Regions from separate parts of the Zea mays genome. Here all the other regions are linked to region 1. The links are chromatin contacts, called in public Hi-C maps. All regions are on one chromosome and are shown on one strand. The core of a region is the stretch at or near the end of the contact, and the rest is flanking DNA. Distances in the headings are between cores, read along the strand shown.

Region 1 (4,649 bases), core at 700-3,199:
ACCGCGACCATGAAATGTAGCGCTTAGTAACTTATAGAGTCATAATATAGCAGTATATATTAGAGGTAATAGTTGCACATCCAATAAACCCAAATAACTCAATAACAATAAGTATGTCACATAATTTTCTACATGAAGAATGAAGCATTAACACTTTTGTCCCTATATCTTATCTTCTGGTTGTTGTCAAACTAAACTTCAATAAAGCAGTTCATCAGCATCCAAATTCTAGGTTGAAGAAATGACGTAAAGTTGTAAACAAGTCAAAAAAGATCAAATCCAACTTTGGAGAAAGAAAGCAAAAGAACTTGCATATAGACAGGGAAGTTAATATTGAAACAAATAGGTGCTGATCTATGTGAGTTACTTCACTGCATATCAACAAGATAACTCATGGATACAAAACTGAATGTCGCTTCCTGTTTCTAAGTCGCAGAAGGTTAAATCAGCGTAAAGACAAGAGCAGTACCAGCATATTCTTTTGCAGCTTCTCCTGATAGCACCACTAAAAGCTTGCATGGCTCCTTTATATCCTCTGCTTGCATAGCTCCTGATAGCACCAACTGAATGCCCTGCTTGTGTTTGCAACAATGGCAGGAGGTTAGAGGCTATTTGGACTGTTTCGGCAGTAATGTATAAAGATAAAAATCTTGTATAAGTATTAGAAGCCGGTATACCAAAAACAATGGTCGGCTTCTGGCTGAGCTGCTTGCTTTTGATCCAGACCTAGCAGGAGTATATGTAGAGAACAGCAACAAACAAACAGAAATAGTGGTTGCAGAGTAATTATGGTACTTTCAATTGAAGTCACAGGCCTCACATGACCTGATGAACACGATACAGTACTCAACCGCTTTTATAGATCATAGCAGTAGTGATGATTCACAGTTTCTCTCCCTCCCTCCCAAGAACAGAGGACAGGGAACCCAAATCTGCCCAGATTCCTCCCGTTCCCCCGGCCGCGGACAACTGAAAATTTTGTTCTTTCGCAGGAACAAAACAAAGGAAAAAAATTCGACGGAAAAAGGGAGGCGTTTCTCTCTCTCTCTTTTTTCACTCTCTGCTCCGAGGCGCCGGAAAACCGCTAAAACACCTGGAGCCGGCCCTCGGACGGATCGACGAACGCGGGGGAAATAGAAATCTTCTGGAGGGGAAAAGGGAAAACTTTTTGGAGCCGGACGGAGAGAGTCCCTCCTCTTGGTTCGATGTTGATCAGCTTGCGAGCGGCAGCAGGGACGCCAGCCTGGTCACCACCTTCCGCTTGGCCTGCGGGCTCAGCTTGCTAGCCGCCCCGAGCTCTTCCGCCCGCCACGACGACGGCGTCGGCGACACCACGACCGTGACCTTCTTGTCAATCAATCGAATCACACAACTGGCCAACTGAGCATGGAAGATGCGATCTGGAGGAGAAGGAAGACGTACGTGGGGAGGGAGCACTCGTTGGGCTGCCATCTCCAGTACTGCCGCATGTCGTCGGGGCGGCCGTTGGGGAGGCAGGAGACCTGCTTGGTGAGGAAGGTGCAGTCTTTCTCCCGGTACGCCGGAACGGAGACGTTGTCGAAGACCCATTTGCTGCGAGAGAGGTCGCAGGTGAGCGGGGGCAGCGCGAGGGGCGGCAGGCCGGAGACGTTGTAGAGGTCGGCGTCCGGGTAGAGGTAGTCGTCGATGGAGAGCTCGACGATGGTGCGGGCGTCCTCACCGTACATGACGAGCGCGAGGAGGAAGAAGGCGGCGGCTAGCGTGGTGACCGGGGAGCGACGCGCCGAGGCGAGGAGGGAGCGCGCGGAGGCTGCGAGCGCATCGAGGAGGCCCCGGGGGCGGGGCCTAGGGCGAGACGACGACTTGGGGGCCGACGAGGTGGTTGTAGCAGTGGTGGGGAGCGCGGGGTCGGAGGTGGAGGTGGGCGGCGGTGGCTTGGCCATGGCTGCGGCTGGAGACTGCTGCTGGGGAAGGGGCTGGCTGGGTGCGGGAGGCTGTTGCGGGTGCGGGCAGGGAGCGAGGGTTTCGCGGCGTCCGCTGCGCGCGGGCGTGTAGAGGACGGCTGGTCGTGCGGTGCGGGAGACAGTTGTGCGTGGGGTAGAGAGCGGGGGCAGTCTACACTGCCCCCTTAATAGTTAGTACAGATATCCCTATTAATTCTGGATTGTGTATGCTAATATTCACAAGTGCATGGGTTGTTTGGAGAAATAAAGGACCTAATGATCTTTGTATACAGATGGACTGCGGGTTTGTTTTCAAATTTCAGGAGGGCTCTTTTAAAAAAATAGCCATGACAAAGGGGTATCGGCATAACTGAGCCTCCCGATCAGAAATAGAGGGCTGAGATTTAAAAAGCCGAAAGGGGTATCCGCGACATAATCCCTGTCGTCCACTACTCGATCAACGACCAGATCATTATGAGACGAAGGGGTACGCTTGATTAAATCATGGCCACCTATCTGTGAGTCGACGGTTCTGATCTATCAGGTTGAAGCGGTACCTGCGATCTAATCGTAGACGTTCACTCGGAATCGGACGGTAGCGAGATCGTCGTCCCCGCGGCCCTCCATAGTCGCGGCGGCGCGACCCAATACCCGACGGCGCCATGGCCGGGGCAACCCACACGCGCATTCTAGTGCCCGACTACCGTGCGGATAGGTGCTAACTGAAGAGGAGATCGAGGAGATCTTGATAAGGCGCATCTTACCGAGGATTAGGGCGCCGACCAGGCTGTCCACGCACCATGGCGAAACTGCGGCAGTGTTCAAACCCGGTGAGTAATTGCTAGCGGTCCGGAGCATAATCCGCCCAGGTGACACCCCGGTTGTGACCTCCAAGGTTCGGTGAAGCACCCGAACCCAACGCCCAGACCTCGGTGTTGGTACGCTTGCAAGGCCACCACGACAGCAATCTCTCTCCCTCTCTCTACTATTCTTTTTTTCCACGGGCGCGCTTGGTCTTTATAGCCCGGAGGCCGAGCCGCAGATCTAGGTGACAGTAGAAGCGAGAATCAGTTTCAACGCAAGCCTGGAGAAGACCGACGAAGCGGATCTCGACCATGCCAGCATGCGGATGGCGGAAATTAGTTGGGGAAGAAGAAGGCCCCTGTCAGGGCGGGCCCACTATGCCAGAGACAGACGGCGCGTACAAAGCGACTGGCGGCGGGAGTGAGGCTGCGGCCACAGGCCCACCTGGCGGTCAGTGGGAAGGAGGCGCATAGGGTCAAGGATGCAGGGCGCGGTGGGCTGGTGAGGTGAGTGGGCCGGAAGCATGAAATTCGGCCCAAAGCGCGAGGAGTTCATTTTTCTTTATTCCTTTTCAGATTTCATTTTCTATTTTTATTTTCCATTCCAAATTCGACTTTGTAATTCAAACTTAGGGTCAAAGTTATCATGCACAATAAAAATATCCACCATGATGCAAAGTTTTCTTTTACTTCTTTATTTATTACTTACTTTAATAAATGCCTCTAAGTATAGTGTTGATGAAAGGAGTATTCACTCAAATAAATATGCAAACCTCCTATTATTTATTTTTCTGAGTTTCAAATTATGTTTAAAATTTTAAATGTCCAGTTTTGATTTGAGTCATCTAAAATTAATACTATCGTTATGCATCAATACTCATTTAAATAAATGCTTATAATGTTTCATTTTTTATGAAATGAATAATCATTTAGTTGGATAGAAAACATTTGTACATTCATTCTTTGTTTCGCAATTTCAGTCCTCAAAATCCAAAGCTCAAGTATAAATTGGAGATATCTCACTTTACTATTTTATTTCTTTATTTATTTATTATTTTTTTTCTTATACAAATTTTGGGCTTTATAGTGGATGGGTGGATATAGCTTCGAGTAGAGTTTGTGTTTACGGAGTGGAGATGCTTACCCGAAGAGTATATTGGAGGTGAACCAACACTAGAAGTATAGTCGGTAGAGCAGGGTAACTGAGTGCGTGGGGGTTTGCCTTGGCTCAGGATGCTGAGGGTGAGGGAGGGAGAGGGTAACTCTCTAGGTATATTTATAACTAGGTACATATGGTTTAGTACAGTAGATCTTACTGATTATGAGAATAGTGACGAAGGAATTAGTTTCAATAAGGAATTACATGCGGAATATGAGACAAGAATATTTTTTGCAATTTTCTAGATTATGAACCATACTTAAGGGACGACATGGTTGGATAGACAATAATCTGATAGGAATTTAGAAATCAGAACCATCGAAATCAGAGTTTGGACGAAGGAGTTTTGGATTTTATAATCATACGAATTAAAAAAAGAAAAGGAAAAAAGAATATTTTTGGAATATTCAAAAATTTGAATTTTTGGAATATTCCAAAATTTGAATATTTGGAATATTTAGAAATTTAAATACACAAATGTATATTTGAGCGAGTGTGAGGAATTATTTCTGGACTGTTCAGGAGCAGAGGTTTATATTGGTGGCCATTGTTCCTTCTTACTTTGTCACATGGGACAACATTTAGGCGGGATCGAGATTGGCGAAATAATATGATATCCTAGTCCAGGTGGGTTGTGTCTTGGGACAGGTTTTAATAGGATCGATAGAGTACCCATACAAACATGGTTCGCCTTTCTTTTTGTAAGCTTGGTACAAAAGAACCTCAAAGTTAAACGTGCTCAACTTGAAACAATTTTAGGATGAA
Region 2 (4,649 bases), core at 953-3,452, 470 kb before region 1:
TCACAATAAAATGGGTGAAAGCAGAATCTAAACTTGAGCCAAATCCAACATAGGTGAAGAACAACTCCAGATGCTGACTGAGCTCTGACCACAAAGCGGAAAAAAACCAACATCACACCACCCCCACAAAAGGCACTACAAATCTAACAAAGACACTGACCGTGATTGGAGACACCACATACTCAGAACCTGGCAACAGCATGTCCCCAAGGTGCAAGACAACCACTTTTGAACAACGGCAAATGTCACACCTCTATCACCTTATGAGGAACCTCCTAATGTGAGGTCTCCAAGGAGAGAGACATCTGAAGACTCCATCGCCGCGCGACCGGATATACCAGTACTAGGTTTTCACTCAGATGAATCCACAACGAGAAGTGAGTAAAGGCCTCAACAGCGCGTCCAGAGACAGTGGCGCCGACAGGTGGGGTATACACCAGCATCATACATGGCACCCACATTGCTATGCCGTTCGACCGTCATTGAAGCACCAAAGGTAGATGCCCAACACCGGAACTGGACTGTAGGGCCACCATACCGCAGATTGGGTCACAACCACCCCACCCCCAATGTTAACATCCAACCAGGAGATCAAGGTCGCCTACTCGCCTTCACCTGAGATCGTCATCAGTCGCACGAAACAGGAAGGAGATAAGAGGCAAGTGGATACAGTGAAGAAGTGTGTGAACATCCTTTTAGACGCCACAAAGGGTCGCTATTGCCATACGCCAACTGGTGACCAGGGAAAGACACCGATCTAGATTTGTTAGGGGCAGTGGCGGAAGTACCTCCTGCGCTGTGTGTTTCTCCTTGTAGAAGTTATTTGGGGGTGTTCATAATACATCGGTACGTTTGGATATTTCCAAAAGGTAGAATTCAGCAAATATATGGGGTTTTTCTAGGTTGAACATTATTACCTGTGCCCAAGTAATGGTGTGTACATGAGGCCCAGGTATACCTTTATAGTTTGAAGCAGCGATTGAATACCATCCAAAAATAGCATTTGTCGAATACACAATAGCTTAGTACACGTTAACAAAACCTAGCAGGAAATGGCTGTGTGCTAGAAGGTCCTTTGTATTTGACAAAATCTACTCTGGAAGCATTCACAAGTTCAGTAGAAAAGACACAGCACATCAACGGAAATGAATGCAACAGAATGATCATGCACATTAGACTAAATTCCACATCAGGCTACCATGATAGTACCTCTGACCACCTAGAGAAGAACTAGAATGTTACTCGAGCAGAAGTAAAAAAAAAAGAATGAAGTACTAGAAGCCTAATAAATTCCATAAACACTGCAAATGCAAGGGTACCTAAACTTAACCAGTGGGTGGCCTGAACGCGGTCCAGCAAAACTACAGCAATTTTTTTCATGTCAACCAACTATCACGAAAAAAAAACAGCGCACGCCATTGCATCACGACCCGGTATTACTCATGATGGTGATAGACATGCTTGGCCCGCGCGATCCTTCCAGAAGGGCCACCTTTTTATGCGCGGCTTCTACAATAAGCACGCAGCTTAATTTAGGACGCATACCCAGTATACATTCAATACTTCTTTGCAAAGAGGAGACGGAAAATCGAGGTTGTAGGCACAGTACGTGTAAACTACACTTGTAATTGGATCAGATCAGATCCGAATATAAATAGCTTGGGTTTGGGTGCTCCGTCTCGCACAGCAGGAACAGAAGACTAGAGCTCGTCGCCCGCGAGGGTCTCAAAGATGGAGGCCTGGGGACCAGTGGCGGAGTCAGGATTTAACGGCTGGCTATGCTATATACGCGATGCAAAAATAAAATAAAATAAAATCTCAAGTCTTACTCTGAAGAAATGGATCTGGCTGTGCTCACCTTGCTTCAACCTTCAGTACGGAGCTCGAGCTGGGACTGGGAGAGCCGGAGCGAGGCCGAGGGGGAGGGGAGGACCGCCGGCGGCTGCTGCTGCTCTGCTACTTGCCGCCGATGGGCACCAGCCGCTGCGGCTGGACGCAGGTCACGCAGCCGCGCAGGGGCGTAGGGCTGAGGGGGAGAGGGGAAGAGCCGGAGTAGGAGGAGCGAGGGGGAGGCTGCCGTGCCGCTGCGCCACGCCGCCGCCGCTCCGCGGTCCCCAGACGATGCGAGCAAGAGACGAGACAGTAGCAGTAGCGAGGGTCGAGGAAGGCACGCGCGTGATGCCGTGATGCGGCATGATGGGGTTTCTACTCTGCCTCGGTGGGCAGTGGGCTGCTACTAATTTGTGGCCATATTTACAACGTCTGTGAGAAACCGCTAAATACCCGCGATGTAAAATAATGGCATAATACAAAACAAGTATTGCTCATCACGACGATTACGTGCGTCTGTAAGGCTTTGTTTGATTACTGTGTTGAGGTGATTACGGTGTAAATTACTTTAAGTTACACCATAATTTACCTCAATACATGTGGATTAGGGTTAATAATAGAGTATCTAAACTAGGTCTAAAGTGACACTCTTAAACAAAAATAACTACGACAACATATATAGTGGCTAAAGTAAAATCTTGTAATTCACGTGCAATCTCATTTTTCTCGGACTATTTTATAAAATAATTGTACATTTCCGTCGAATATGGCTTCGTTCTATAGTAGATCAGATGGACAAACTTTGGTAGTTTTGGGCTGAAACTTTTGATTCTTCCATGTAGCCTTAATTTCGACTGCCACCGGATATGCATGTAGGATTATGGGAAAACCAGGAACTAATGTTGGGGCGGAAGCTGAACTTGACCTCGATCTATCTAATCCGACTACAAAAAAATATTTTTTACACATGAGCATCAGACGAAGGGTACTTCAGTTTCGACACATAGCAGTCTTCACACGACTTCTCACAAGGGAGTTAAGCAGAGGGCCCCAGTCACCCCCTTCCCCCAAGGCATTTCACCGACGGTGATGCCCGGACCAAGCGAAGGCAAGGACGTGACTTCGCTGAACCACGGAGGCTCTGCCTCCGACGCTGACTTCGCTGAACCAAGGGTGCGACACGCAGGTGGAGACTTGAGACTTCATGAGACTACGAAGAAGCCGAGGACTCCGCCCCCCCCCCCCCCCCCCCCCCCGGTTGTCATCTAGGCCCACTTGTAAGCCCCCTTGCGGGTAGATTTTGTAGTACGACCGGATTACGGTACTCCACCCATTGTAATGACTCGTTGAGAGAAATATTCTGGGAATATAGCAGGTAACTAGGGGTGTAACAGTACTTAGGGACCCATTACCCCTCCTGGTCACCTATAAATACCCTACCCTATACAGATGGGGCAAGCATAACAAAGCTCTACAGTTCTTTGCTTGTTGTCTCATTGTGCACCTGATCCCACTTGTCTCCTGAGTGTTGGACCCACCTAACCACGTGTCAGGACAGTTCCAACAACTAGCAACATTTCATTCCTATCTATAGGGACGGAGCCCTAAAAAGTTTTAGAAGAGGTTGAACTAAATCGATATAGTATATGAGACCTCTTCTACATTATATTTGTACGTTTTAAATTGTAGGAGAGGCTTTAGTAGGGTTCCATAGACTCGGGAACGATAGGGTGGCTTGAGCCCCGTCCGCCCCACTGCTTCCTCCGTCACTACTTATTTGTAAATAGAAGGATGGTCTATTTCTACTTGCATAGCAGATCTCTTTGCATGTATACTATATGTGGCTCATAAAGCCCCAATTTCTGCCTGGCTATTTTCAAATCAAACATAGAATAGACGGATCAAAGTGCAACAGACACTACCCAAGTCACTCAAAAGAGGGTTCGGATCGAATCCGCACACACAGAGGCCCAAAATCGAAACCGTAATCTAAATCTCGAACCCCAAACTGCAAGAACACGATCCGAGAAGGGAAGACCGGAGAACATATTTGGGCCATGGCCGTCGGAGGCGACGACCATCATCGTCACGTACCTTGAAACCGCCCCAACGGAAGCCCCGACAGCGGCGCGCTCAGCCTAAGGGGGAGCACGCACGCTGGCAGAGAGCCCCAGGGGAGCGCCATCATAGGTGGGACTTCCACCTCGTCGGTGCTGGGAAGAATGTAGTAGAACCTTCCAAATTATATGGCTCACATGCATATGTCCATGTCCCAAAGACTTTAGACTGCTATGCATGTGTACCTGTAACGCCCTGAATTTGGGGGTAGAATTTTTTCTTCTTTTCTCTCACCAAATTCAGGCGTTACTCTTTTTTTCTCGTTCTCTCGCTAAACCTTGACCTTTTCCAAAGTTTTAGCGGGGTTCGGCTTGGAATTCCCGTGTTAAGAAAAACCCTAAATCACTTTATTTTGTGTGATGCACCATGCCGAACCATGCATACTTTTTGATTGATTAAAAATGTGAATGCTTTCGTCTAGAGAAAATTAGAAATTAGAAAAAAAGGAAAAAGCCTTTTCTTTTTTTTTCTTTCTCTTTCTTCCCTCTCTTCCCCCCCTTCTCCCCTATTCGGCCCAGCCGCCCCCCCCTTCGGCCGGCCCAGCTGGCGGCCCAGCCGCCCCCTTCCCCCCCCCCTCCCGCGTGGGCCCCGCGACGGCCCAGCCGCGTGCCCCCTCCCTCCCCCACTTTGGGCCCAACCGGCCCAGCCGCCCCCCACCCCTTTTCTTTTTTTTCCAAAAATCCTCCCGCGGGCCCCGCCCG
Region 3 (4,649 bases), core at 1,433-3,932, 270 kb before region 1:
GAACTTGGGCCCCGACCGTGCACCCGGGCTACGGCCAGTTCGCATGAGGGAACCACCAGACCAGCCGAAGCATTACGCAAGGCATTAAGACCTCGAAGGAGTGAAACCACTCCTCCGAGGCCTCGGGGGCTACACCCGGCGGGTGCGCTCGCGCGCACCCACCGGAACAAAATGCAACCGAGAAAGGCTGGTCCCCTTGCAAAAAAGTGCGACGAAAGCCTCCAAGCGAGTGCTAACACTCCCTTCGAGGCTCGGGGGCTACTGTCGGGGACCATAATTAGGGGTACCCTCAAGACGCCTAATTCTCAGCTGGTAACCCCCATCAGCATAAAGCTGCAGAGGCCTGATGGGTGCGATTAAGTCAGGGATCAGTCCATACGAGCGACTCGATCACGCCTCGCCCGAGCCTAGCCTCGGGCAAGGGCAGCCGACCCCGAGGAGTTTCCGTCTCGCCCGAGGCCCCCCTTTTAACGGCGGCCACATCTCCGGCTCGCCCGAGGCTTTGCCTTCGCTAAGAAGCAACCCTGACTAAATCGCCGCGCCGACCGACCGAATCGCAGGAGCATTTAACGCAAAGGTGGCCTGACACCTTTATCCTGACGCGCGCCCCCCGGCAGAGCCGAAGTGACCGCCGTCACTTCGCCGCTCCACTGGCCGGTCTGACAGAAGGACAGCGTCGCCTGCGCCACTCCGACTGCAGTGCCACTTGACAGAGTGAGGCTGACAGGCAGTCAGGCCTTGCCAAAGGCGCCATAGGAAACTCCGCTCCGCCCGACCCAGGGCTCGGACTCGGGCTAGGCCCCGGAAGACGGCGAACTCCGCTCCGCCCGACCCAGGGCTCGGACTCGGGCCAGGCCCCGGAAGACGGCGAACTCCGCTCCGCCCGACCCAGGGCTCGGACTCGGGCTAGGCCCCGGAAGACGGTGAACTCCGCTCCGCCCGACCCAGGGCTCGGACTCGGGCTAGGCCCCAGAAGACGACGAACTCCGCTTCGCCCGACCCAGGGCTCGGACTCGGGCTCAGCCCCAGAAGATGACGAACTCTGCTTCGCCCGACCCTAGGGCTCGGACTCCGCCCTGGCCTCTGCCGAACGACTTCCGCCTCGCCCGACCTAGGGGCTCGGACTCGGCCTCGGCCGTGGAAGACAGACTCGACCTCGGCTTCGGAGGAGCCTCCACGTCGCCCGACCAAGGGCACAGGCCCGCCACGTCAACAGGAAGCGCCATCATCACCCTACCCCGAGCCGACTCGGGCCGCAGAGAACAAGACCGGTGTCCCATCCGGCTAGCTCCGCCAGATAGGCAATGATGGCGCCCCGCTAGCCCTGTGACGACGGCGGCTCTCAGCTCCCTTACGGAAGCAGGGGGACGTCAGCAAGGACCCAACCGCTCCGACAGCTGTCCCTCCGCCAGGCTCCGTTGCTCCTCCGACAGCCACGACATCACGCCAGCAGGGTGCCAAGATCTCTCCGGCTGCCACATTGGCATGTACCTAGGGCGCTAGCTCTTCCTCCGCTAGACACGTAGCACTCTGCTACACCCCCATTGTACACCTGGATCCTCTCCTTACGCCTATAAAAGGAAAGACCAGGGCCTTCTTAGAGAAGGTTGGCCGCGCGGGGACGAGGACGGGACATGCGCTCTCTTGGGGCCGCTCGCTTCCCTCACCCGCGTGGACGCTTGTAACCCCCTACTGCAAGCGCACCCGACCTGGGCGCGGGACGAACACGAAGGCCGCGGGATTTCCACCTCTCTCACGCCCGTCTCCGGCCACCTCGCTTCCCCCCTTCGCGCTCGCCCACGCGCTCGACCCATCTGGGCTGGGGCACGCGGCACTCACTCGTCGGCTTAGGGACCCCCCGGTCTCGAAACGCCGACAATTAAGATTAGTAGAGTTCACCAGATAGTATTTACCTGCACAAACATAAATATGAACTTCAATACATATGCCACAAATTAATAACGAATGATACAAAAGTACAAGATAGTTATACCTTCTTCCACACCAAGTGTCAACTGTACAACGTGCACACACTGGGATCTGCTTCCTAATTAACAACATTTACATTAGTGTGTATGAGCACCACAACAGAAAGCCTAACTGCTAAGCAGAGGAATGGATATTCGAGTCAAACACTGAGAATCTGAGGCGGCTGCAAGGAGACGCGGCCCGATGACCGATTCCGCAGTATCGTTGTAAGCGCGATTCTCACAAAAGCGCGGTCAACAGAAGCTGACCCAGAAGCGGTGCGTTTGACATCCAAAAGCTGCTTCTAGCCACCAAAATCAGCCCAAAAGCTGAACCAAACACTGCCTTAATTGGTGGGTTTTGCAAAAAAAAGAAAATAATTGATGGATTATATAATGATGTAGAAAAGAAAGTCATTATACGATGAGTTTTAGATTTGTTTCCAATAATAAATTTATGAAGGGCCTACTTGTAAAATAACTTTTCAAAAGTAACTAAAATATGTATTTTTCGCCTAGGGCGGGCCCTTGGCCGTGTCGGGCGCCATGATTTGGTTTGACGGGATGGGGGCTCATGACTCATGGATGGACCCTGCTGCCGGCCTGCCGCTGCTTCGCGGTCCCGGCGGCGGCTCTACGCGGGTCCAACGCTCGCACGGGAGCAGCGTGAGCGTGACGGGAAGGGGCTGGCCTGGGGGACCGTGGACACCGGTGATGGGTTGGGTTGGGTGGGTGGGTGGCGAGGCCCGCCCGTCGCTCGTCACATGGCCGGACCCGACGCATCGGCCCCGTGGACCGCGCGCGCCGCGGCTCGATCCTAGCCGTAAATGGACGTGGGCCCCCGACCTGGGAGTCCGTCCGACGCCACCATCGGCCATCGCGCCCTCCCCAAATCGCCTCGTCCGCCCAATTATGCTCCTCAAACCGCACGCGCGCGCGCGACTCACCGCCGTTGTCGTCGTCGTGTTCGCGGAGATCCGCGGGGCTCGCCCATCCCCCTCCTCCCTGCTCTCCTCCCCAGCACCCACGGCCCGCTGCTGCCCCTCCGCGCGCCCCCTCGCCAAACCCTAGCTTGGCCATCTCCCCCCACTGCCCCGGCGCCACCACCTGCCCTGCCCTGCGCGTGGCCGGCGGCGCCGACCGCCGCCATTGTCTTACGGAGGCGTCCGAGTCCCGACGCGTTGGAATGCGCTGGTAAGGTGCCATTTCTCTGTGCGGAGTTCAGATTGGTAGCTGAGGTTCATGTCGCCGCCGGGATTTTCAAATCTCCAGCTTGAAACCCCTCTCCAGCTACCAGATTATTAGGAACTCCTTTCCGTAGCTGCAAGTTCCAGCCACTCGCTCAAAGCTTTTGAAATTCAAGCTGCGAGTTCAAGTTTCCGGACGATAGTAAAAATTTTGAGCTGATAATTCACTCCTCAGCTCATACTTTTGATCTATTCTAACTCTAGATGCAATTTGAAAGTGGGGGATGGCCAATGAGAGGTTTAGAGTGATGGTGTCTACCACTTGACTTCGAAGTCGGTGCATCCCTTTCCTGAGTGTTGAATTCACTTTCCCATTTTTCATGTCCCTGAAACCAACAAAACATAGCAAATTGATTAAATTTCTCACCTTCTGTTTAGGTTACGTTACTCTGTACAGAAGACTTTATTCTGAAAATTTCTACTTCTTATTTGGGAACTTAAACCAATGTTCATACAGCAGATAAACTGCACACAAATTAGAGTCCATCTATTCACTAGTATCATCACTGAAGATGGTCTAAATAGAGGACCGGGTGTCCGGGTGGCGTGAGAGGCGTTGTCCCTCCACCAGGTGGGGGGGGTCAAGGTTTCTCACCCATGTGTGTGTGTTGGGGGGGGGGGGGGAGCCTGCTGCCTTGGGCCGGTACGACCCGCGAGTGATTGGAGAGGGGGTTTGGGATTTTCTCGGTCGGGACCTGTGTTAAGGTCTCTTCTTCAGCCCGTGGAGGGGTTGAGTGTGCCTTGAGTGCCGGCCCTGGGCTAAAACCGGGAGGGCGGTCTATCCCTCCCCGGCCGAGTTTTTTTTTATGTTCTAAATAATTTAATTAATTATACATCGCGTTATCGTCTCTCGTGATATATACATAGTACTTTTTTTGAAGTTTCAACACTCTAGTGCTTTCCTAATTTTGCTGAAGTTGCTTGTTGTGCTCCAGATCTGCTTGCCGATGGTTGCCAAGTTATCAGATGATTGTAGGAAGAATACACTTTGTCAAATGGCATAGTTGTTTGCTTTCTGTTGTATTTAGTTTCCTACGCTGTTCGTCTGCTTGGTTTTGCGGCAGCTGCTGCTACAACGGTTTATGGTGCAAGGCACTAATTACTGTAGCTGCAGTGAAAATTGCAGCTGGCAGCGCTGCTAGAACAGGCAGCCGAACAGTAGTCCTTTAACTTGTTCACTGGAGAATTTTGTGTATAATTTGCTCATGGTTTGTTCTGATACAGACTGAAGTGTGATCATTGAGGTTCTGGTTAAAGAAACTTCTAGTATCGATTGGCTTCCCTCCCATGGACAAGATACAATCTGATTGCCCTTATCCTGGATGTTTCTTTTGTGTCATGAAGGAGGCGAACCCTAGTAAACGAAGAGCAAGTGTGTTAAAGTACTTTAGGGAACTTCCTTCCCAAGACGATGATGGTCAAGTTCTCCCTATTA

The links. Hi-C and Micro-C count contacts between places; a contact is called where the count stands out from the background.
Region 2: a contact with region 1 is called in a Hi-C map of tassel, with 3 times the contacts expected there. The contact joins the promoter of LOC100273702 here to the promoter of LOC103653698 in region 1. A contact is called at or near these places in 2 of 25 Hi-C or Micro-C datasets (endosperm and tassel).
Region 3: a Hi-C map of endosperm shows a contact between it and region 1, with 2.9 times the contacts expected there. The contact joins the promoter of LOC103653701 here to the promoter of LOC103653698 in region 1. A contact is called at or near these places in 3 of 25 Hi-C or Micro-C datasets (bundle sheath, endosperm and tassel).

Annotation. Positions count from the first base shown.
Region 1 is chr4:134,536,435-134,541,083 of Zm-B73-REFERENCE-NAM-5.0, reverse strand. LOC103653698 (protein trichome birefringence-like 33) reads right to left here and starts at 1,949. Exons shown (of 1, transcript XM_020552170.2): 1 at 711-1,949. The coding sequence starts at 1,922. The coding sequence ends at 1,365.
Region 2 is chr4:135,002,832-135,007,480 of Zm-B73-REFERENCE-NAM-5.0, reverse strand. LOC100273702 (putative protein kinase superfamily protein) reads right to left here and starts at 2,202. Exons shown (of 8, transcript NM_001360295.1): 1 at 1,859-2,202; 2 at 1,610-1,739.
Region 3 is chr4:134,804,406-134,809,054 of Zm-B73-REFERENCE-NAM-5.0, reverse strand. It overlaps LOC103653701 (ARM-repeat/Tetratricopeptide repeat (TPR)-like protein), which reads left to right and starts at 2,682. Exons shown (of 4, transcript XM_008680532.3): 1 at 2,682-3,161; 2 at 4,439-4,649. The coding sequence starts at 4,502.